Linked DNA regions of Mus musculus: regions 1, 2, 3, 4, 6 and 7 are each linked to region 5. Evidence: chromatin contacts called from public Hi-C, HiChIP or PLAC-seq and promoter capture Hi-C data. All regions are on one chromosome and are shown on one strand. The core of a region is the stretch at or near the end of the contact, and the rest is flanking DNA. Distances in the headings are between cores, read along the strand shown.

The links. Promoter capture Hi-C pulls out the DNA fragments that hold promoters and counts their contacts. Hi-C and Micro-C count contacts between places; a contact is called where the count stands out from the background. HiChIP or PLAC-seq counts read pairs in DNA pulled down with a chosen protein or histone mark. Capture Hi-C pulls out chosen DNA fragments and counts their contacts.
Region 1: a contact with region 5 is called in a Hi-C map of the N1E-115 cell line, with 3 times the contacts expected there. The contact joins the enhancer-like site here to the promoter of Ttll12 in region 5. A contact is called at or near these places in 3 of 484 Hi-C or Micro-C datasets (the N1E-115 cell line, bone marrow-derived macrophages and colorectal tumor organoids) and 3 of 115 datasets of contacts at active chromatin or transcription factors (epiblast stem cells, large pre-B cells and stem cell-derived neural progenitor cells).
Region 2: a promoter capture Hi-C map of neural stem cells shows a contact between it and region 5. The contact joins the promoter of Efcab6 here to the promoter of Ttll12 in region 5. A contact is called at or near these places in 10 of 39 promoter capture datasets (3T3-L1-derived adipocytes, cranial neural crest, embryonic stem cells and 5 more), 11 of 115 datasets of contacts at active chromatin or transcription factors (T-cell acute lymphoblastic leukemia, embryonic basal ganglia, embryonic forebrain and 6 more) and 1 of 9 other capture datasets (embryonic stem cells).
Region 3: a promoter capture Hi-C map of adipose tissue shows a contact between it and region 5. The contact joins the promoter of Cyb5r3 here to the promoter of Ttll12 in region 5. A contact is called at or near these places in 8 of 39 promoter capture datasets (the C10 cell line, the HPC-7 cell line, the SN4741 cell line and 4 more), 1 of 15 datasets of contacts at CTCF or cohesin (the NIH/3T3 cell line), 1 of 484 Hi-C or Micro-C datasets (Th1 cells), 5 of 115 datasets of contacts at active chromatin or transcription factors (the SCID.adh cell line, astrocytes, memory CD8 T cells and 2 more) and 2 of 9 other capture datasets (adipose tissue and liver).
Region 4: a contact with region 5 is called in an H3K4me3 HiChIP or PLAC-seq map of embryonic forebrain, with 5 times the contacts expected there. The contact joins the promoter of Sult4a1 here to the promoter of Ttll12 in region 5. A contact is called at or near these places in 3 of 39 promoter capture datasets (cranial neural crest, hippocampal neurons and stem cell-derived epiblast-like cells) and 3 of 115 datasets of contacts at active chromatin or transcription factors (embryonic forebrain and embryonic stem cells).
Region 6: a promoter capture Hi-C map of pancreatic islet shows a contact between it and region 5. The contact joins the promoter of Rrp7a here to the promoter of Ttll12 in region 5. A contact is called at or near these places in 8 of 39 promoter capture datasets (the 3T3-L1 cell line, the C10 cell line, the SN4741 cell line and 4 more), 1 of 484 Hi-C or Micro-C datasets (muscle stem cells), 4 of 115 datasets of contacts at active chromatin or transcription factors (bone marrow-derived macrophages, double positive thymocytes, large pre-B cells and 1 more) and 3 of 9 other capture datasets (adipose tissue, liver and pancreatic islet).
Region 7: a contact with region 5 is called in a promoter capture Hi-C map of pancreatic islet. The contact joins the promoter of Serhl here to the promoter of Ttll12 in region 5. A contact is called at or near these places in 6 of 39 promoter capture datasets (the 3T3-L1 cell line, 3T3-L1-derived adipocytes, the SN4741 cell line and 2 more), 1 of 115 datasets of contacts at active chromatin or transcription factors (bone marrow-derived macrophages) and 3 of 9 other capture datasets (adipose tissue, liver and pancreatic islet).

The regions. Positions count from the first base shown.
Region 1 is chr15:83,214,077-83,217,296 of GRCm38.p6, reverse strand. No RefSeq gene overlaps it. Among named protein-coding and RNA genes, the nearest start is that of A4galt, 36 kb to the left of the region's middle. Within about 2 kb of position 1,461, at least 103 of the 459 cell types and tissues checked have an H3K27ac peak or open chromatin away from gene starts, as enhancers often do. A contact at or near this core is called in the N1E-115 cell line and bone marrow-derived macrophages, where this site is marked.
Region 2 is chr15:84,063,707-84,067,059 of GRCm38.p6, reverse strand. Efcab6 (EF-hand calcium binding domain 6) reads left to right here and starts at 1,711. Exons shown (of 32, transcript NM_029946.4): 1 at 1,711-1,798.
Region 3 is chr15:83,170,615-83,173,867 of GRCm38.p6, reverse strand. Cyb5r3 (cytochrome b5 reductase 3) reads left to right here and starts at 1,685. Exons shown (of 9, transcript NM_029787.3): 1 at 1,685-1,756. The coding sequence starts at 1,736.
Region 4 is chr15:84,104,483-84,107,690 of GRCm38.p6, reverse strand. It overlaps Sult4a1 (sulfotransferase family 4A, member 1), which reads left to right and starts at 1,937. Exons shown (of 7, transcript NM_013873.3): 1 at 1,937-2,260. The coding sequence starts at 2,092. It overlaps Gm46526 (a long non-coding RNA gene), which reads right to left and starts at 2,850. Exons shown (of 2, transcript XR_001781726.2): 1 at 940-2,850.
Region 5 is chr15:83,593,388-83,596,742 of GRCm38.p6, reverse strand. Ttll12 (tubulin tyrosine ligase-like family, member 12) reads left to right here and starts at 1,586. Exons shown (of 14, transcript NM_183017.2): 1 at 1,586-1,794. The coding sequence starts at 1,633. It overlaps Gm52182 (a long non-coding RNA gene), which reads right to left. Exons shown (of 2, transcript XR_003951515.1): 2 at 1,297-2,406.
Region 6 is chr15:83,121,203-83,124,180 of GRCm38.p6, reverse strand. Rrp7a (ribosomal RNA processing 7 homolog A (S. cerevisiae)) reads left to right here and starts at 1,380. Exons shown (of 7, transcript NM_029101.4): 1 at 1,380-1,519; 2 at 2,207-2,349. The coding sequence starts at 1,447.
Region 7 is chr15:83,098,617-83,101,918 of GRCm38.p6, reverse strand. It overlaps Serhl (serine hydrolase-like), which reads right to left and starts at 1,714. Exons shown (of 12, transcript NM_023475.3): 1 at 1,572-1,714; 2 at 126-275; 3 at 1-47. The coding sequence starts at 1,575.

The DNA.
Region 1 (3,220 bases), core at 212-2,711, 380 kb after region 5:
ATGTGAGACTGTATGTGTATGTGACTGCGTATGAGTGAATGTGTGGGAGTATGTGTGGCATTGTGTGAGTGTGTATGAATATTTGAGTGTGTGTATATGTGTGTATGTATATGTGTGTCTGAGTGCATGTGTGTGTGAGGGGTGTGAATGTGTGAGAGTACGCGTGTTTATGTGTGTGTGAGTGTTGTGTGTGAGTATGTATATGAATATATATGTGTGTGTGTGGTGTGTATATATGTGTAGAGGTGGACACTACCTGTTTTCTTATGTCCCTAAATCATGCTCCACTTTCTTTTTTTCTCCCCTTTATTTTCACTTTATCTGTATGGGTGTTTTGCTAGCATGTATGTGTCACATGTATGCAGTGCCTTCAGAGGCTGGAAAAACATGTCAGATCCCCTGGACTAGAGTTGCAGGTGGTTACGAGCCTCCATGTGTGTACTCGAGACTGAACCAGGGTCTGCTGCGAGAGCAGTCAGGGCTATCTCTCCAGTCCCCTGAACCTGGAGCTCACTAATTAGCTAGGTTGGCTGGTCAGTGAGCCCCTGAGACCCGCCTGTGTGTATTTCCTCAGCACAGGGATGACAGAAGTGGTCCACTCCCAGCAGCCTTTGCCCCAATGGGTTCTTATAAATCTTTCTTTTCTTTTTAAAAGATTTTTTTATTTATGTATGTGAGTACACTGTAGCTGTACGGATGGTTGTGAGCCTTCATGTGGTTGTCTTTTTTAGGACCTCTGTTCTCTCTGGTCAACCCCGCTCATTCCGGCCCAAAGATTTATTAGTATACGTACATACACTATAGCTGACTTAAGACGCACCAGAAGAGGGTGTCAGATCTCCATGTGGTTGCTGGGATTTGAACTTAGGACCTCTGAAGAGCAGACAGTGCTCTTTACCCACTGAGCCATCCTGCCAGCCTGGGTTCTGAGTATCCAACTCAGATCTTCATTCTTGTATTCCACACGCTTCACTCCTGAGCCTTCTCCCTAGGTCTTTTCCTGGCTTTCTGCTTCTCCTCAGGTGGTCCAGTCTGACTAGGCACTGACGCCTATAGCATTGCTCATCCCAGAGAGGGCTACAACTGAGGCTGTGCTCCTGGAACCAACCAGCAGCATCCTGTCTTTTCGACAGTAAACCTCTGTGTCTCACAGGCCCAGCACTGGCCTGCTTCCTTTCTGCTGTGCTAGAGGCTCCGACCATCCCCTCCCCCATTTCTGTCTTGCTATACCCCAACCCTTTCCTTTATTAGCCTTCCCATTCTGTCCCCTACCCCCCAGGGAAATCCCCAGCTGTCCACCAGACTTCAGAGAAACCACATGAGCCTAAATATTTCTTCGCTGGGAAGTGCTATATCCTAGGCATGCTGGGAAATCAGGCTTAAAGGGAAAACTCAGAGTCAATTAAAAAAATGACTCATGTTTTGGTAAAAGGGGGTAAAAGGAATAATATTTCATAAGCTTTCTCCTGGATACTGTACAACAGCTATAAACTCTCTGGCCTCTCAGAGAGACTGCAAGAAACCCTGTCTCCAAGCAGAGGCTCATTTTTTCCATTTGGACTCTTTTTATTTTTTCCATTTCAGTTTTAAATGTAGTCTAACCCACAGATCCATCATGAAAGGTCAGGACTGGGGTTAAGGGAAAGCATATCTGAGGGAATGAGAGAAGATGGGTGAGCATACAGCCCAGCCCTGCTGCCCCCGGCAACCACAGGACTGGCAGGGACCAGAGATAGCCTGGGCTGGCTGCTGGACTCCCAGCCAGGCAGCATCTTCCGGAACATGAGAGTTTCAGGCATGAAACAGACAGATAGAGTTAATAGCAACTCAGACAACAAAGGCTTGGCTTTTCTGAGATGAGAGGCTAGAACATGGAGAGTGGGGGTTCAATTAGTGATGTCCCCTAAGTCATCTGAACTTTCCAGGCTTCTGAAATCTCTCTCTGCCTCTGGATGTCCAGCTTTTGTTTCATGATTCCCCAGTGGCTGTTCCAGCTACTGTCATTGCATCCACATTTACCCTGCAGAGCTCACCTGGAGATCGCCACTTCCTTGCCACTCCTGTGTTTTACTTCTTCTTCTTCTTCTTCTTCTTCTTCTTCTTCTTCTTCTTCTTCTTCTTCTTCTTCTTCTTCTTCTTCTTCTTCTTTTTGTTTTTTTTTGTTTTTTTTTGTTTGTTTGTTTGTTTGTTTGTTTTGTTTTTTTTCGAGACAGGGTTTCTCTGTATAGTCCTGGCTGTCCTGGAACTCACTTTGTAGACCAGGCTGGCCTCCAACTCAGAAATCCGCCTGCCTCTGCCTCCGGAGTTCTGGGATTAAAAGCGTGCGCCACCACACCCAGCTGTGTTTTACTTCTTATTTGTTTTTATGTTATAAGTACAAGTGCTTCCCTGCATGTGTGTGTGTGTACCATATGCTTGCCTGGTGCCCATGGATACCAGAAGGGGGAATCAGATCTCCTGCACCTTGAGTTACAGGTGATTATGAGTCACTATGTAGGTACTGGGAACTAAACCCCATTCTCTAGAAGAAAAGCAAGTACTCTTAACCACTAAGCCATCTCTCCAGCCCTGAATGAATAAATGAGTGAATGAGTGAGTTTGAGGCAAGGTATCACTATGTAGCCTGGAGCTCAGATTTAGACCAGGCTGGCCTCAAACTCAGAGAGATCTGCCTGCCTCTGTCACCTGAGTGCTCGGATTAAAGGTGTCTGCCACCAGGACTGGCCACATTTCTGCCATTATTGACTAGGCTATACTCGCCGTAGCTGCAAGAGGAGCTGGGAAAAATAGTTGTTAGTTAAGAAAACAAGTACTAAGTTAACTGTCTAGTGCAAGGCTGTAGAGATGGCTTGGTGGTTTAAAGCACTTGTTGCTCTTGCAGAAGACCTAGGTTCAGTTCCCAGGACCCACATGGTGGCTCACAACCATTTATAACTCTAGTTTCATGGGATCATGGGGAGCCTTCTTCTGACCTCTACAAGTACCAGGCACTCATGTGATGCACATACATACATGTAGACAAAATACTCATACACATAAAAATAAATACGAAAAATTATTAAAAAATTAAATAGATTTAAGCATCTATTGTTCTATAAGAGAGAAGTCAGCCATGCCTGTCACAAGAACTTTCTGTCAGTTGCAGGCCAGGGGCTGTGACAATGGCTCAGTGGGTGCTGCACAAGTTTGAGGAACCAAGTTTGGGTCCCTAGCACTAGAA
Region 2 (3,353 bases), core at 462-2,961, 470 kb before region 5:
TGGGCAGGAGAGATTGCTTTCTCCTTAAATAGGCCAGGGGCAGGGGCTACTTAGGGTCCAGTTGTGCAGCATAGGGCACAGTACTCATTAATTCACCTGCTGGCAAAGATATGTGCTGGGTATCTTACCCATGAGGCTGTGACTTCCTCTCCAAATAAGAAGTCAGGAAGTCTGTAAGTGGGGCCTGTGGACTCAGGTCTGTGGATTCTCGTTCTGGACCTGACTTGATCAGCTGTGAATCCTTGGACAAAATATCGTGTGTGTGTGTTTCCACTGGACCTATCTCATCAGCGTCCTGTGGAGCAGACTGAACTAGACATAAAGTACTTACACGGGTGTCTGTCTGTACTGGCTGGTTTTGTGTGCCAACTTGACACAAGCTGGAGTTATCACAGAGAAAGGAGCCTCCCTCGAGGAAATCCAGCTGTAAGGCATTTTCTCAATTATTGATCAAGGGTGGGAGGAGGGCCCATTGTGGGTGGTGCCATCCCTGGGTTCTGTAAGAAAGCAAGCTGAGCAGGCCAGGGGAGGCAAGTCTGTAAGCAGCATTCCTCCATGGCCTCTGCATCAGCTCCTGCCTCCAAGTTCCTGCCCAGTGTGAGTTCTTGATCTGACTTCCTTTGGTGATGAACAGCAATGTGGAAGTGTAAGCTGAATAAACTCTCTCTCTTCCCCATCTTGGACATGATGTTTTGTGTAGGAATACAAACTCTGACAGTGTCTTAAGAAGGGAACTCCACAGAGCCAGGGAGAAGGACCATTACTGATGACATCAGTACTGTCATCCCTCGTGATGACTAGGTCTAGGGTACTCTTGGTACTAATTTATTTGTGAGGGCCTTATGGTTGTATACCATGCCATGTACTGGCACAAGGTGGAGTCCAAAGATAGTGGTAGGCAAAGCAAGCAGGTCTTGTGTTTGTAGAGTCATGCCCTACAGTAGACAAATAGGCCTCTGCCAGACATGCTAATTCTAAGTTAATCTTGCTCACCAGACATCCAGCTAGCACTCAGAAAGTATGGCATGGGGAAGCTGGATTCATTATCCACAAGGGCTAGAGAGATGGTTCAGTGCTTCAGAGCACTTGCTGCTCCTGCAGAGGACCCAGCTTGATTCCCAGCACCCACATGGCAGCCCACAACCACCTGTAACTCTAGCGCCCTCACCTGGCCTCTGTGGGCATTGCATGCACACGGTACACATAACACACAGGCAGACACATACTCAAACACATAAATGTAATCTTTTGAGGGCAAAATTAAACATTACTTTCTTATTTTTAATTGCAACATAACTATTTTTGAGACGATAATGTATTTGAGTAAGTGCATATTCGCACACAGATTATATATGCATATGTAAATAGGCTTATATAATTCTGATGAATATAGCAATTATACAAGAAAAAGAACACAAGAATATTTTGCTATAAGAATGTAAAGATAAATAACTCTGCTTCTCAGAGGTGGGGCAGGTCCATGGGACACGGCTTCAATCACAAAGAAATCCAACATAATAACAATAAAAACAGAAAAGAGGGATACACCCCACACCTCTCCCAGGGACAGCATTTCCGGAGGAAGTCCTTCCTAGGCCCGAATCTTGTCTGGCTCCGCCTCCTTGGCCAATCGCAACTCCTCTACTTGTCGGGGGCGGGGATTTACCATCCACCTGGGACGTACCCTGGTTGCTGGGGCAACAGCGTCCTGAAGACTTGGCTCATGCCTGCTTCTGGGACCCAGCGGCCAGGTCTGCAGCAGGAGAGTTGGCGGCTGAGTTGGTGACCACCAAGCCGGGTAAGGAGGGGGAGCGCGCGGGGCCCGGAGGACCAGGGCAGTGCGGGGCTGTGAGGAGCGAAACGAGGGGCGCGGGGGAGCGCGCGGGCGGCGGGCCCCGCGGGAGGTTCGGTCTCCGATTTCTCCTGGCTTGCAGCGTTCCTTACCCTGCTCATTTGCGCCCCACCTAGATCCTGAACACAACGTTCTCTGCTTAGTCCTGAGGAGGACTTGGGTGAAAGACCTGTTAACCACACAAGTAGCAAGTAGCAAAGGCAGAACCGCCTCACTCTGCTTCCAGGCAAACGCTGCCTTCCACAGCCATGTTCTATATCAGTTAACCCCATTGCCCACATTCCATATGAAAGAAAGCACTTCGTGAAATGTTCTAAGCTTTCAGGCTGAAGGCTGGCCCCCCAGTTCACCCTTCCACTCCCTTTTCTTTCCCTCCTAAAAAAAAAAAAAAAGTTTTGTTTTATTTATTTTTAGAAGGTCTCACTATGTAGCCCTGGGTAGCCTAAAACTTGCTGTGTAGACCAGGCTGGCCTTAACCTCACAGAAATGACCTTCCTCCTCCTGAAAATATTTACTTTCCACAAGTCTGCCTCTTCCAAAGGGCTTCTATATCACCCTGGGGAAAACACCTATTTCTCTTAAATTGTATCTATCCTTGAATAGTGAACTTAGAGAAATACGGTAAATAAATCCTATCTTTACAAACCACACTTCATTTTGGTCTTTAATCCGTTGCCTTCAGTTCAATAAACATTTCTTTGCCTAAGCTCCAGGGAGTGGAAAACGAACCTGCCGTTGGCTCCTTGGGTGTATGTGAATGGGTGTTTTCTGTCCAGCCTATGAATGGGAGGAAAAAGAATTCACTGGAGTCATCTGTGTGTTGGCTTTATTTACGTTCATTTTCGTGCTTGGTTTAAGGTAGGAATTTTTTTTTTAATTTAGAAGAAATGCTTACTGAAGCTGGACATGGTGGTGTACACATGCAATCCCAGAATTTGAGAGACCGAGGCAGGAGGATCTCAAGTTATAGCCTGAGCTACCTGAAACCCTGTCTCAAAATGAAGAAACCCACAAAGCTTACCTTATATTTGTTATCTTGCATGCTAATTTTATTTGCACTTCTACTTTGTATTCTGTGTCCCCCACCCATTTCCAGCCATACAGAAGTTGAGCACCTATGCTGTGACCCTGACAGCTAATCAGCACCCCCAAATAGAACCAGTTCTGCAGACCTGTTCAGCCACTTGATGCTAATGAAGTAATTACTCTAATAAAGCTACCTCATTGGTCTGTAGCAAGCTCATAGAGCAAGGGTTCTCAACCCGGGGGTTGCATATCAGATACTCTGCATATAGATATTATCCAGGCTGGTTGTGGGTCAACTTGACACAAGTTAGAATCGTCAAGAGAGGAAGGTGCTTCAGTTGAGGAAAGGCCCCCATGACAGCTAGCTGTAGGGCATTTTCTTAATTTTCGATCAGAGGCAGGAAGGCTCAGCCCAGAGTGGGTGGGGCCATCTCTGGGCTGGTGGTCCTGGGTTCTATAAGGAAGCAATCTGAAC
Region 3 (3,253 bases), core at 436-2,935, 420 kb after region 5:
TCACCCCTTTTGAAACAAAGGTCTTACTCTGTAGAACAGACTGGCTTGTGTCTGTGATCCTCCTGTCTCAGCCTCCCAAGTGCTGAGATTAAAAGCAGAATAATACTTAACTGATATTAGATCCAGCCTCATATCCCAGGGTAGTAGGTGCCCTTCCACAGCCTAGCTCCTGATTTTTTTTTTTTTTCACTTGTTTGTTTCTTTGAGACGGAGACTCATGTAGCATAGGCTGACCTCAAGTCAATCTGTAGCCAGGGTCAGATAACCTTGAACCCTTGCCTCCACTATCCAAATTCTGGAATCACAGATGTGCTGACCATTGCTCCTTATTTATTTATTTGAGACAGGGTCTCTGTGGTGGTTTGAATAAGAAATGGCCCTCATAGGCACGTGTATTTGAACGTTTAGTCCCCAATTTGTGATGGTTTGTGGGGAGGTACGGAGGTGTGTGGTCTTGCTGGATGAAGAAATGTGCCTGGGGTGGCTTTGAGAGCCTATAGCCTGGCCCCACTTCCAGCTCTCTCTCAGGTTCCCACTTAAGGTACAGTGTTATCTCTCAGCATCCTTCTCCCCGAGCCAGGTTTTCCTGCTGCTTGTGGCCGGCCATGCCTTCCAGCTATAATGGGCTCTTATCCTCCTGGAACTGTGAGACACAATAAACTCCATCTTCCCTAAAGTTGCCTTCGGTCATGGTGTTTTACCACAGCAACAGAAAAGTAACTAGCAGTCTCACCGTGTAGCCTGGAACACTCACAGATCCACCTGCCTCTTCCGGTATTGAACGCTTGGGTCATCAAGTGTTCCGGTATTGAAGAGTTTGGTTAATAGTTCTCAATTTTTAGGCAGCAAGTCTCTTCCTCACTCTGCCGCTCTCAGAGCAGTCTTCCATTCCCTATCTGGCCAGGACCAGGTTGAAGAAAACTCCGGAATGCCAGGGACATACGAGTGTTTATAGAGTATGTGATAGGCTCTGTTCTGAGGTCCGGGTACACAGAGAACTGACTGCAGACTCCTGGCTTGGGGAAGCCCCACCATCTAGTGGAATGGGTACGTGGGCGCAGAGCATCGTGAATAAACAGGCAGGATAACTGAAGCGCTACAAAGACCGTTCTGCACTAGTGGCGTCCCTTGGAGGGAGCACAGGGCCAGAGCTGGCCTAGCTAAAGAGGTGACACCTGAACTTTAATCCGGAACTGGCCTCAGTACGTTTGGAGATTTGTTCAGGAAGGAACGACTGGTTCGCAGGCTTGAAAATGGGGCAGGGCAGGGCTGTAGCCTGAACTCTGTAGCCAGCGGTGTTGGCAACACGCCCCGTGAGCGGGTAGAGCCCTGGCCAGCACAATCAGCTCCGGCAGGCTCCCAGGACCGAAGGCTCAGGATTTGAGAGCCCATCACGGGGGCGACATCTTGTTCTCTTCACCAGGACAAAACAGGCCCAGAAGCCACAAGCTACCTCCCGAAGCCACACAGAGGCGCCACAGTAGCCAGTCTCTCGCCGAGCCTCTTCCGTGCAGCGCCGTCAGCCACTCAGCGCGCACTCCCGTCTTCACAAGCGGAAGTGGGCGGGGACACTGGGAGTCTCCGCCCCCTATCCGCCCACCTCCGCGCTCCTGACTGGCTCCGCAGGGCGTCCCCGCCTCCGAGGTGTTGAGACCGAGGCGGGTTGTTGGGGGAGCGGCCGGCTGAGTAGCGGGTGTAGAACCGTGCGTGAGGCCACCGTCTCTTCTTCGCCACCATGGGGGCCCAGCTGAGCACGGTAGGCGGCATGGGTCTGGGGTCCCCAGGCTTGCACCGTGGGGATACCGTACGATCCGGGGCGCCCAGCACCGGTTCACGAGCCCCGCGCCCCACCCGGCCCCTTGCAGACCGTGACTCACGCCCTGGCTAGTGGCCGCGCCACTCTGGCCCGGCCTCAGGCCAAGGGGGAGCCCCGAGCGCGGGGTGGACATTGAGGACCCTGTTGGGTGTGCGCGAATGAGAATAGGGAATGAGTGACGTGCGCGCCCGCCTGAGTGGGCGTGACTTGTGAGTGTGAGAAAGTTGAAGTGCCTGCGCCCGTGGGGGATGTGAAAGGTGCGAGGGTTTTTGTAAATGGGAACGTGAAGTGTGAACCGTAGGTGCACTGGTGTGTGCGTGGAGGAACCGACAGCGGCGTGTGTGAGAAATGAGAGTGTGGGTGTGAAGACATGCAGGCCTGAATAGTGGACACGAGTGAGCTGGCAGGAAGAGTACTTTGGGGTGCGTGTGTGTATGGGAGAAATGTGTAGGGTGTCCCTACAGGGGTTGGGTGCATCTTCTTGCCATAAACAAGGCAGTAGTTGGCCAGGATCTTTCCAGCTGTCACCTAGAAAAGCCCTGGCCATTCTTGTTACTCACAGAGCTGCACTGTCACTAAAGAAGTGTCACTTAGACTTGGCCATCAGCCCAGGGCACTGAGGATGCTGGGACCGTCTAACGTCTATAAATCTGCTCTCTCACTGTTACTGGATCGACCAAGGCCCCTTCCACAATCCTAGAGCTCACTCTCCTCATTTCCTTTTTTTTCTTTTTTTTTTTCTTTTTTGAGACAGGGTTTCTCAATGTAGCCCTGGAATGCACTGTAGACCAGGCTGCCCTCAAACTCACAGAGATCCACTTGCCTCTGCCTCTCCAGTGCCAGATTAAAGGTGTGGGCCACCACCGTCCAGCTCCTCCCTGATTTCTTAAGAGCATCCATGTGAACTGTGACCAGTCTCAGTTACACAAACATACCCTTGAGGTGTCCAGCTCTTTGGGTATGACAAGAATAGGCCAGCGCCTGTCTTGGAGGGTGCCCTCTCTCCTCTCTGCAAGATTCAGGGCTCCTAGTGAAGACAGCCTTCTTGCCATGGCATTTGCTCTTGCGAGAGTGACCAGTCCAGTATGGACCATCTAAGGAGCATTCTGGCCCAAGGCAAAAAAAAACAAAACAAACCCCAGAGTGACAACACCCCATAATGACATTCTGACCAGTTTTCCCAGAGACTGCCCATGATCCCTTATCTTCCCCCTGATTCCCAGGTTCTCCTTACCTTTTGGACCATGTTGGTGGTACCCCAGCACCTGGCTTTTCCATCAATTCATGTTAAGTCAACAGTAGTTCCTTCCAGGCAGTAGAGCTCTGTTTAATTATCAGAAGGCCCCACCATGGCCTCATCTGTCCAAGGGTTGCTTGGTATTGTCTTTGACTTAAGGGGCTGACACCTCAGTGCCCACGGTATACATTAGGCCTGGA
Region 4 (3,208 bases), core at 688-3,187, 510 kb before region 5:
TATCCTGACTTTTCTCCAATGATGGTCTGGGACCTGTGAGCTGAAATAAACCCTTTCCTGCCCATGCTGATTTGGGTCAGGCATTCAACACGGTAATAAAAAGGCAAATCAGGGAGCCGGAGCAATGGCTCAGTGATTAAGAACACTGGCTGCTCTTCCAGAGGACCTGGGTGTGGCTTCGAGCATCCACATAGGGGTTCCTGACTGTCTGTAACTCCAGCTCCAGAGTGTATCCTCTTTCCTCCTGGATACCAGGTGCACAGAATATGTCCAGGCAAAACACCCATACAGGTAAGTAAGTAAATAAATAAATAAACAAACGGGAGCAGACTAGGGCATTCATCACGCATGAGAAATACATTCTCCACCCCTCTGTGGCAGGATTCTGCTCAGTGCGGACACTGCTAACACCTCAGATGCCTCCAGCATTTGTCCACTGCGTTGAAACCGAGTGAAGCCGTGACTGACACAGCCAAGACGCTTTCTTTAAAATTACAAAAAAAATAAAAAAAAAAATAAAAGAAAAGAAAAAAAAAGAAAAGAAAAAAGGAAAAAAAAAGAAAAAAAAGCAACACATTTTACATTTATTTCGTGTGTCGTTAGTATGCAAGTTGATGTGTATGTGAAGGTCAAAGGTAAGTTTGTGGGAGTATTCCCCTTTCACTATGTGGGTTCCAGGAGTGAAGCTGAGGTTGTCAGGCTTGGCAGCAAGCGCTTTACCCACTGAACCATCTTGTCAGCTCCAGGATGCATTCTTAGCACCATGAATTCCGGTCTATATGTTCTCTTCTTACTCAGAGGGGCTCTTCCTTGCCTCTTACTCTTCACTTCTCAGGGATCGCACCTGAAACAATGTTACTGGGGCCCAGAGCCCCTTTGTGTCACCCCAACTGCTCCCCCAAGATGCCCTTCAGTGTGGAAAACCAGAAGGTCCCATACCTACTCTCTGTATCCAGACAGGTCTGTGCATCTCCCGTGCTAGAGAGAAAAAGGAGACAGTTTTCTCTGCCCCTTTCTTAGGCTCTCATGTATCCTAAGCTAGCGTCAAATGCACGATGTAGCCGAGGCTGGCCTTGAACTCTTGATCTTCTTGTCTCCACTCTCCAGTTGCTGGGATCACAAGTGTGCCGCAAGCCCAACTTTTGTTTGTCTGTTTCCCTTTTCTCCAGTGCTGGGGAACTGACCCCAGGGCTTCCCGAGAGGGAGGAGCTCTACTCCTAAGGGGTTTCCCAGACCCTTGGGTTCTTGTTAGCTGCTTTCCCCAGATGTGGCTCCTGGAAATAGGATTCCCATTGTCAAGGATGGGACCTGGACAGGTGGCGGGCGCCACCTGGAGGGTCCTCTCTGGGGGATTTCCTGAGGGCGCATCTCTGCTGGGGTCCCCTCTACCTGAGGTCCTTTTTGCCTGGGGGCGGGGATGTCCACTCTTGGGTTCCTCTCTGCCGAGGGTCTTCTCGGCATGGGAGTTTCCTCTCTGGAGGAGGGGGGATCGCCTCTGTTTGGGGTGTCCTCGGGGAGGGGGCCTCTTCTCAGCCTGGAGATTTCTCTGCCAAGCGTCTGGTCTCTGCCTGGAAGGGCCCACTCTGGGGTTTCTATCTGCAAGGGGAATCCTCTGCTGATGGTCTTCTCTGCTTGTGGGGTGGGGGTGGGAGTCCTCTCTGCCTGGAGGTTTTCTGTCTTGGGTTTCTTTTCTTGGGGCCTCTCTGCCGGGGTTCTTCCTGGGGGGAGTTCTCTCTGGCACTTGATTGCAGGCTCTCTAAACGCTGCCTTTGTCAGCCGCGCTCTGATGCGGGCTCTTCCATCTCTGGCATCAGAAGCTTCTGGAGGTGCGGCTTCCCGGACCCCGAGGCTCGCCCTGGGTCTGCGCAGACGCCTCCTTTTTTGCTCTAGGGTGTGGGGACCCTGACCTGCCACGCATGACTGACAGGCAGTGATACGGACCCGACGCACCTTTGCGGCAGGCGCGGGGCCTCGGCAACCGACGTCAGGGGCGCGGCGTGCGTGGGTGCGGCCATGACGTCATGCCCGCGGAGCCCCGCGCCGGCGCCGTGACGTCACGCCCTGGAGCTGCGGGCCGGGCCGGGCGGCGGCATGGCGGAGAGCGAAGCGGAGACCCCGGGCACCCCGGGCGAGTTCGAGAGCAAGTACTTCGAGTTCCATGGCGTGCGGCTGCCGCCCTTCTGCCGCGGGAAGATGGAGGATATCGCCGACTTCCCCGTGCGGCCCAGCGACGTGTGGATCGTCACCTACCCCAAGTCAGGTGAGCCGGGAACCCCACGCCGTACCGGTCGCTCGCGCGGCTGTGTGACCTTGGGCAGGTCGCTCAGCCTCTCTGTGCCCTAGTCCTGTCCGGCTCCCCGTGTGATGAGGGCAGTGGGCGCGCCTCCAGTGTGGGCTCTGTGGGGGATGGGACCGCCCTCCGCTGCCCCTGTATGCTGTTTACAGGCCGACTGTCACCAGGCGGGACCTGGGCACCTGGGTCCCCAGCAGCCGTGTAAGGTAGAGCTTCTAGGCAGAGGATCAGAGAGGGGAGGAGGCTTGTCCAAGGTCACACAGCTGGGCTGAGATCTGAGCCACTCAGTTCTCCAGGCCTGGTGTAGAGATGGCTGTGTGGTGCCTTTTCTGGGGTCTGTAGGACAAGCTCAGCCGGTTCTCCTGTCCCTGTAGGGCGTCCTTGTGACCATTGTCCTGCAGGCTCAGGTAGTTGAGAAGGTGTCCATCACCCCGAGGTATCCAAGCAGGCGGTTACAGGAGAAAATATAAGCAGGGCATCTCCCGGGGTGGAGTCCGGGTTTCCTGGGCAGCTGCCCATCATCCTCACAGAGAGTGGTGGGCGCTCTCAGGGGAGGAGTTGGGGTGCAAAGGCCCTGGGGTCAAGTCCAGGTGTAGGCACTGACCCACCACTGGGCATACAGCCAGCTGGGCTGTCCTGAAAAGGCATGTCAGGAGACAAGCCAGGCTGAGTGAGGCTGCAACCACCCCACAGTCCCACCCCTGGGTCCCTGCTGGCTTTAGCTAGGGTTGCCTTTTGGAGAACTCTCTATGTGCTGGTCATTCCGCTGGGTGCTCCACATCTGGGTTAGTGGCTGTACCTGGTGTTGTCTTTTTTGGTTTAGTGCCTGGGATGAACCCAGGGCCTTGTGGCCCTATGGCTCATGTATGCCCTGCCTCTCAGCTGGGTGCCCAGCCTCAGGGTGGTACTTAAGGA
Region 5 (3,355 bases), core at 337-2,836:
AGAAGGCAGCATTAGATCCTTAAAGGGGGCTGGAGAGGTTGCTCAGTGGTTAAGGGCACTGGCTGCTCTCACAGAGTACTGGGATTCAGTTCCTAGCATCCATATCTGTTCTCAAACATCCATAACTCCAGTTCCAGGTGATCTAGAACACCCAGAACTTCTCCTAACCTCTGCTGTTGTAAGGTAATTCCACCAGAGAATACACACAGACTCTCTGAAAGCTGAAGAGAGTCTGTGTTGCTGGCTGGAAGCTGCTTGGCGAACTTCCCAAAATCACCCAGCCCCGTCCTCACAGTTTCTCTCTCTTATGCAAGGATATTCAAACCATCACATACATCTATTGAAAAAAATTTTAAACTACCCTCTATCTCATCTCCATCTAGCAAATTATATGATGAAATGATCCATGCAGTCATTGATTGATTGTTGAGGGCTTGTGGGTATATGAGTCCATGCATACAGGGAGGGAGTGTGCCATGTGCAAGTGGAGGCTAAAAGAAGATATTGGGTATCCTCATCTGCCTTTCTCTGCTTAATTTCTTGAGACAGAGTCTTTCTCTGAATTTAGGGCTCTCTTTTCCTCGATAGACAGGAAGCAAGAAAGCGGCTGGAGGTGGTAACTTATGCCTTTAATCCCAACACTTGGGAGGCAGAGGCAAGCTGATCTCTGCACTTGTGGAATAACCCTTTTGATGGCACACCAAGTTATCACAACCTTTGAATTCAACAAGGCATTCCAAGGACTGAGAAGGCTCCTCCAATCCCTAGAAAGATCTGTCCACCTTTGAGATATAACTAGGATCCCCACACGCTGGTGTCTCCCAATGCTTGACAGGTGGAGGGAGGAAGGGTTCAAGGCCAGCCTTCGAAACAAAGTGAGTTTCTTGGTCAGATTAGTCTGAGCTGAATGTGACCCTGTGGCAATATGATGATGATAACCAAGCCCTAGCAAATGGCTCAGTGGTAAAGCATTTGCCATGCAATCTTAATGACTTGCGTTTGATAAAAATGGAAAGAGAACAGACTCTACAATGTTTTGTTCTTTGCTTTCCACAAGTGCGCTGTGACACACACACAAACACACACACACACACACACACCAAAACAAAATAAAACAAAACAAGTCTGGGAAAATGGCTTAGTAGTTAACTGCTCTTGCAGATGACCCGGTTTGGATCCCAGCACCCCATGTGTAATTCCAGTTCCAAGGGACCTGACGCAGTCTCCTAACCTTCATGAGCCATATATGCACTTACATACACACTCATACACGTAAAATAAAAGCACTCACACACGTAAAATAAAAAAATAAAAATTTTAAACTAAAATTAAAAAAAAAATTCAGGCGAAACAAGATTGCAACCAGCGCAAGGGGGAGCACCTTCTGCCTCTTCCCGACCCCCTCCCCATCTCAGCTTCACCGGCTCCTTGAGGACAATCTCTCCTGATTCTGACTCTCTGGGGCTTCTAAGCAGCGTTCCCAGAATCCCTCGCGGCAGTCCTGGGATGAATGGAGAAGACACGCCCCCAGCGCGCGTGCGCACTCTTGGAACCTCGCAACCCAGGACGCAGGCGCGTGCGCGCCGTCCGCTTAAATCCTGCGGTGGGCGGCGCCGTGCTCTTCCGAGCACTATGGAGATCCAGTCCGGGCCGCAGCCTGGCAGTCCCGGCCGCGCCGAGAGGCTGAACGCGCGGCTGCTGGACGAGTTCGTGTCGCTGCACGGCCCTACGCTGCGCGCCTCGGGAGTCCCAGAGCGACTATGGGGCCGCCTTCTGCACAAGCTGGAGCACGAGGTACGAGATGGCACGGGCTGCGGGCAGGCTATGCGGTCGAGTGGGGAGCACAGCTCAGCAGCTCTGAAGGGGAGCCACTTATAAGTTCAGGAGCAGGATGTACCTGGGAGTCAGAAGGGTACAGGCCGAGAGATGCGCCTGTGCCGCCATCCTGCAGGGTTATGGGCCCGCCGAGGATGCGCAGGGACCTGCAAACCGGCATGCGCTTGGCTCGCAGCATCCCAACGCCTCGGTTGATATATTAAGAGTAGAACTCGCGACTCCACTTACGGATGAGGAAACTGAGGCTCCGGCGGATGCAGGAGCTCCTGTTAGATTCAAGCTACACCGGCATCATTTCAGTCAGCTCTGTGCAGCTCTGCTTAGTCCGTAGAACTCTGTGGAGTTGTTTCCCACGGCGTGAGTAGCAGGTCTCCCTTTGTACACTAAAGAGAATGGAGGCCCTGAGACATGGAGACGACGCTAAGAGAGGGTTTAGAAGGTCTCCCCCATCTTTTGAGAGAATGGCTCCATCCTTCACCTGAGCTAGGCTTCCACGGGGTGCCCGGCTTCTTCCGTCGGAGAACAGGGTTTGGGTGATGAAGACAGCAGCTGCTAGGCTGGGCGGAGGGTCTTTTGCGAAGCAAGAGCTTGGTTTTTCACAGGACACCACCTCCTATCTGAGACCCACTAAGCCTTCAGGTGACTGGGAGAGTCCAAAAGCTAGGATTCCCCGGTGCCTCTCAATGGGGTAGGCTTACCCTCTTTGATCTAGTTCCACACTGTGTATGGGCCAGATATTTCCTGGTTAAGCCTATACGTAGGGCTGTACTGCAGCTCACTATAGCATGCTGGCGGTTGGGAGGCGCCTCAATCCTTAGCCCTGTGGGACAGTAAAAGAGGAGGAGCCAGCCTTGTGCTAGTGTTACATTGTTGATGGTCCTGGGCAATACCGTGAGGTTATAACTGGCCGTCAGCCCCAGGGCAAGCAGCTGTAGTGACCGGTTTGGTAGGTGGAGTATTAAGTGATTTCTCTACTTCAGTCTGATTATCAGATATTACTACATCATTGGTCGAGGCTCATCTGTCAGTGGCACCTCCTTACAGAGGGTTACTTACTCCCTGTCACTAAGTTCTCTGCTCACGTGGTGTTGGGCCCTCCTCCGCACTGCTACTTTCTGCAGACTTGCCTTGATCTCAGGCCAGTGCTGAGGTAGAACTGGACCCCCATTTATTAGTGACGATAAGAGGGTACCCAAGATGCTGCAAGGGCTGGGCTTCTTTGTTTGTTTGTTTGTTTGTTTGTTTTTGGAATGCCCTGGGACCCCACTCAGGGGCACTCTCCCTGGTCAGGTGACTCCCCACCTAAGCTGTCTGATTTGGAAAGCAGGCATGGAGAAACACCAGCACCTGGCTCCCTGAGGGGGTGCAGAAGATAATGACAGGCCACTGCACTCCACCAGTGTCCTGTCCCTTCTCACTTGGGCTGCTGTGGCCTAGTCAGGGATACCCATTTTTTTTTTTTCCCCAGGCCCTCCTGAGCCATTCCAGACAAAGCTGAGTCACCACAGTGAGACCTGCC
Region 6 (2,978 bases), core at 131-2,630, 470 kb after region 5:
TGCTCTCGCTGCTTCTAATGAACTGTTTCATGAAACTGGAAATAAAGCCTTCCTCCCCACATTACTTCTTAGTCGTGTGTCATCACAGCAACGGTAACCCTAATGAACACACAAGTATCCTCCTGCTTCAGCCAGGATTAAAGCCATGCCCAGATGGATAAAGTTTATTTGGGCTCACTTCAGTTTGTAAAAATTTAAAAAATCTGCCAAGCATGGGTGATGTGTGGCAGTGTCCACCTTTAATCCCAGCACTGGAGGAGACAGAGGCAGACAGATCTCATGTGAAACTGAACCCAGCCTAGTCTACATAGCTAGCCTCAGGTCAGCCCAGGCTACATGGTGAAATCCTGTCTCAGCACACACACAGTATTTTCTTGAGGGAGAGAGCTCATGCCATGAGGCATAAGCCATGGAGTGGGTGTGGAGGTCAAAGGATAACTTGCTGAAAACAATTCTCATCTTCCATGGATGTAATTCAAGATGTCAGGCTTGCCAGCAAGTACTCTTTGTTTACAGTTTCAACCCCAGGCCTCTCAGCCCCTTGCTCTCTCAACTAAAGAGACTGACTGTTCATGGCATCTCACTGCACAAAATCCCAGTTGCACCACGATTTATACGGAATGCTATTTATTTTTTAAAAATTTATAGTCGGGGGCTGGTGAGATGGCTCAGCGGGTAAGAGCACTGACTGCTCTTCCAGAGGTCCTGAGTTCAAATCCCAGCAACCACATGGTGGCTCACAACCATCCGTAATGAGATCTGTCACCCTCTTCTGGTATGTCTGAAGACAGCTACAGTGTACTTATGTAAAATAATAAATAAATCTTTAAAAAAAAAATCTCAAATAAGCCAGGCAGTGGTGGCACACGCCTTTAATCCCAGCACTCGGGAGGCAGAGGCAGGCAGATTTCTGAGTTCGAGGCCAGCCTGGTCTACAGAGAAAGTTCCAGGACAGCCATGGCTATACAAAGAAACCCTGTCTCAAAGAAAAAAAAAAATTATAGTCGGGCAGTGGTGGCACACGCCTTTAATCCCAGCACTTGGGAGGTAGAGGCAGGCGGATTTCTGAGTTCGAGGCCAGCCTGGTCTAGAGTGAGGACAGTCAGAACTACACAGAGAAACCCTGTCTCGAAAAACAAACAAAAATTATGTGTTGAGTGTGCCTGTGCACCACGTGTCCTGGAACTGGGTTCCAGATAATTTTTGAGTGATCGGAAACGAACCCCTATCCTCTGGAAGAGCAGCCAGTGCTCTTTCCATTTATTGCTCCAGCCTCCCTCTACTTCCCAATAGGACAGGGAAGGCTAAATCTTAGGGCCGGGCAAGATCCCGGGAGGCGGGCCTAGGGCTGAGAGGGCGGGGCCCCGCGTGACGCCGTCGTCGTGGAAACGCAGCGGCGCCGGAACACGGAACTCCCAGCCGTCTCTGCGCTCCCAGTTGGCCAAGATGGTGTCTCGCAGGAAGAAACGGAAGGCTGGCGGCCACGAGGAGAGCATACCGAGCCCACCGGGGTATTCAGGTGAGCAGCTGAGGGCCAGGGACCCACCATTTTGCGGGAAGGTGGCTTGCAGGTGGCAGAGGCCCTGGCAACTCGTCAGGTATCGGGGTGCAGGACCCCGCCGCCCCGACTCTGGGTGCTGATTCCGCGGCTGTTCCTCCGAAAGGCCTTGGGCTCGGGCGCGGTTCCTCCAGGCGGCGCCAGGCGTCCTAGGCCCAGCGTTGCAGCTTCGTCGTCCTCAGAAGCTAGTTATCCGCTGTTCTGCTCGTGTCTCGTTCTTTAACAAGCGCTTCCGCAGCTGTCGCCCTCCCAGCCCCGAGATTCGCATCCCACTGGTGTAGACTTAACTGGGAAGGTGGGGCTAAGTCGGCAGGAGGGGTGGGGGGGGGGGAGTTAGCCCTAAACGAAGAATGGGTGGAGGGAAGAGAGTTGGTGTGCCAAGCAGAGCAGCCCATGCTATGGGGGGGGGGGGGGGGGGCTGATGATGTCAGACAGCGGATGCTCCGAGAACGCAACACTGTGCCCGCCCCCTCAGCCTCCTGCGGTGATTATCCGAATACATTTCCCTCCAGCTTCCCGTGGATGGGTGGATGAACAGGCGGGCCGATGGAGCTAGAAAGAGACATAGTGAATTGGAACTTGGGTGGCATAGACACAGACCTCCTTTCAGGGTACCCCAAACTCTCCTGCGCTCGTTTCCCCTGTTAGCTGTTCCAGTCAAGTTCTCGGCAAAGCAGCAGGCTCCTCATTACCTCTACATGAGACAGCACCGAGTTCGCCAAGGCACCCAGTCCACATGGCCTCCCGATCGAACCCTTTTTATCCTTAATGTGCCCCCGTACTGCACACAGGTAAGAGTCTGGTAGACCAGTGGGTTGTGAATGGGGGCTTGCCACGGGCCCTACAGAATCCTGGTGGTCAGATGGAAATTCCTACAAAACCCTCAGTGGAGGATGTTGAAAGACTGGGAGTTTCAGAATAAAAATATGTTTTGTTTTTTTTTTTTTCTCCCTGCCGCCGTCTAGGCAGGGTCCCCCTCTCCCTGGGCTGTTCAGAACTTCCTGAGGCTCAGGCTGGCCTCGAACTTGCTGTACTTCCCCACCCTCCCCGTCTCAACTCATTACAGTTATGAGTGGTCACACCTGGTTTGGAAATTATCCTTCCAACCATTATTTTATTTGTTTGTCTGTTAGTTTTTCATTTTTAAAAGACAAGTCTAACAGTAATCACTGCAGTTCTTTCTAGACATACTTATTAATTTTTTACAGAAAGCATGACATTTGTAGTTCTGTTTCAGACGGGGTCTCTTGCAGCATGAGCTGGCTTCCTACTCACTGTGTAGGTGAGGCTGGCCTTGCACTCATGATCCTCTGCCTTTACCTCTGGAATTCTGGGATTGCATGCCTGTGCCACCACACGGCTTTAATCCCAGCACTCAGAAGCAGAGGCAAGTTTGGATCTCTGAGTTTGAGGCCAGCCT
Region 7 (3,302 bases), core at 465-2,964, 490 kb after region 5:
GGACGAGAGCCCGTGGCCTCCGAAATCCATAGCCATGTAACAGAAGTCTGCAGCAGGGAAGAGGAAGAGAGGGGCTCGGCATGGCTGCCGTCACCCCTCCACGGCCCTTCAGCCCACGGCCCTACCTTGGGGAAGAAGAGGAATGAGCCTGTCAAAGGAGTTGGCGTTGTCCAGCCAGCCGTGTAAGCAGAGAACTGGAGGGTTCTTCTGGGAGCCCCAGACTTTGAGAGCAATGTGGCCCCAGGGCACAGCCAACTTCAACTCTGAGTGCAAACCTGCAAGGCAGATCTGGTCTGTCAACCCCTGCATCCAGGAATCCGGCACTTCCTAAGCCCCTATGAGTGCACCAAGAGGCACAGGCGCCTGAGCTACTGGCCTATGTCTAAGCTTTAGACAGACTGATTGCCAGATAACAGGGAAAGACAGCTTGGGTCCCCTGGATGAGAAAGATCTGAATAGGTTTTTCAGGATATAGCTCATTGGTTTTTAGGGCAGAACTGGAAGGAGTAGGTTGGGGGCTGCCGGCTTGAACCCTGACACTTGTGGGCTGTATGACCTTGGCTTGCCTAAAACCTCTCCATCTTCAGTTTCCCTTTCTGTTAAACAGGAGCAAATAGAGAATAATGCCTCATAACTATATGGGACCCATTCCAAGAGCCCCTGTAGATACCTGAAACTTCAAGCAGTAACAGACCCCATACACTGAATGCTACCTATAACAATAATTATACATGCCTGTTATCCCAGCCCTTAAAAGGTAGACATGGATAGACGATAAAACATTGTCTCATAAAACTTCAAATCAACAAAATAAAACAAATATACTACAATTTGTGCAGCACTGACTCTAAAATATTATTATGAGAACCAAGTGTATTAATCACACCTATAAGCCTAGCCTAGTCCTGAGGAGGTAGAGGCAGGAGGATTTCGGCCACTTAAGGATAGGCTGGTCTAGGGAGTTCCAAGCCAGCTAAAGCTACATACAGTAAAATGGCTGAGGGTTTTAAGACACTACTCAGAGTACCATGCTGCTCAAAACTGGTCTGTGCCCTCACATTTTGGACCTTAGGAAACTGAACCCTTGGAAATCGAAACTGGGAGATCACCGTGGCCAGCTTTTCCTATACCTTCGGAGCCGATGCCAGACACTTTATACTCTATCTATCTATCTATCTATCTATCTATACACCGTGAGTTGGAGAGTTGGGCCACTGCTGTTCTCAGTGCACAGATCACGAAACTGAGGCACAGGAAAGGGAGAAGGGGAGGAAGGAGAGGGGGAGAGAGTCAGCTTGACTCCAGGGCTCCATCTGGGCCTCTTCAAGTCAGATGTGCTCCAGAGCTGACCTTCTGCTGCTGTTGGACCCAAAGAGCAACCCCAAATAGCAGCCTAGGACTCAGCGGCCATCAGGAGCCCCGAGTCTGGCTCTGCTAGATCCCAGTGCTGCCCACTGAGCCTGGGAGAGGGCGATGAGCGTCCACTCCACCAGCTCAAGTAAGCGAGTGGGAGCACTCGTCGGCCTCCCCCTTCCCACTCCAATCTAAGGGGCCCTGAGGGACATTTTCACCCATTGCTCTGGTCGGTGAGGCTGTCACTCCTCGCTGAGGAGGTCACAGGAACTGGAAGGACTCAGAAGCTCACGCCCCGCCTCTTGCGTCCCGCTCAGGACTTTCCCTCCAGGTCCTTCCCGTCCCCACCGGCTTCCGTCTCCTTAGCCCCAGTTTTAGCGCCAGCCCCGCCCCTTCAAGCGACACCGCCCACCGAGGCCCCGCCTTCCTGCGGCCGGCCCGGGACTTTCAGGAGGATCTCAGGGCTGCTCAACTCCTGGCACATTGCTGTGCTGCTACGGTGGGATGGTGTCAGAGCTAGCAGAGAAGTAAGTCTCTGGAGGACAAGCTTTGACAGGCTCAATACCTGGGCATCCCCGCATGATTACCACGAGCTAGACAAGGCCCCGGTGGCCCCACAGTGAGGAAAGCTCCCTCGAGGATCCTCTCTGATTCCCACAGAAATGAGACGACTGTTTCACAGTGTTTCATGCCTCCCCACCGTGTCCCCACGGTGGCTGCGGTCCCTCAGCAGTGCCTGGCGCTATCCAGCTTTGATAATTGATTGCACGGCCTGAATGAATAAATGAATGTATAAAGCGAGGGCTCTGGCAGAAACCATCCCCAGGCAAGGAAGGACTGAAAACAGTTTCAGTCCCGAGAAGAACTCAGAGTCAGACTGTGGGCACGGGGTGCATTCAGGAGGCTGGGAAAGGCCTGTGGGTTTTTGGAGGCCAGCCTGGAATACACTGCAGGACTCTCCAATGACCAAAACTCATCCTAAAGCTAACCCTAGCAATCCAATCACAAACATTCCTAAAATGGACACATACAAGCACTACCTTTTAAATTAAAAGCAGAAATCTTGAGCTTTTAAATTTACCAGGTGGGCTCTCTGGAACAGCGGGAGATATTCCCTATCATTGTTGTAGCTGGCGAACCACAGACCTGGGCACTGAGCGGAATCAGTGTGGTGAGTTCCCCAAAGGGGTGACAGGGCAAACCCTGAGCATCACAGGCTGTAGTAAGGGGAGGGAGGGGAGGCTGGGCAGAGCCACTGTGGAGAGAAATTTGAGGCTGAAAAATAGGCCAACGTAGATGAGGGGCTGGAAAATGGGGCCGCCTGGTTGTGACAGGACTTTTCTGAGTGGTTTCACTCAGAGGTTAGGAGCTGGGAACACACCACGCTTTTCTGTTCTATTCTTTGGTTTTTGGAGACAGGGTTCGAACTCACTCCATAGCTGAGGGTGACCTTGAATTGAGCCGCCTCCCTCCCTCTCCAGAACACTGGGGTTGCACGCCTGGTTTATGCACTGCTGGGGGTCAAACACGTGGATGCATGCATGCCAGGCAAACATTCTACCAACTGAGCTACATCCCCAGCCCTTTGAGAACACTTCTGTTGGGTCCAATCAGTGGCATCTATCGGTGGAGAACACACTTTGATTCTCGATAGATAAGGGTCTTCACTGAGTTCTGTCGGAGTACAGTCACTCAGAGCCACTGGGAACAAGACACCTACCAGGAAGCCTGGGACCTTTCCCAATCTTTCCCAGTGACACATTGTTACCAATACTTGCACTTGGCATCTCGCATTCCTTTGACCTCAAAATTCCCTTGCTTCAACCAGCCCCTCCAGCAGCCATGACCTCAGCCGGCTCCTGTCTGTCCTGCTGGTCCATGGCTACAGTCACTGTCCCTCCATTCAGTCTCATCCTCATGTTCACATCCATCTGTGTCCCATCATTTCC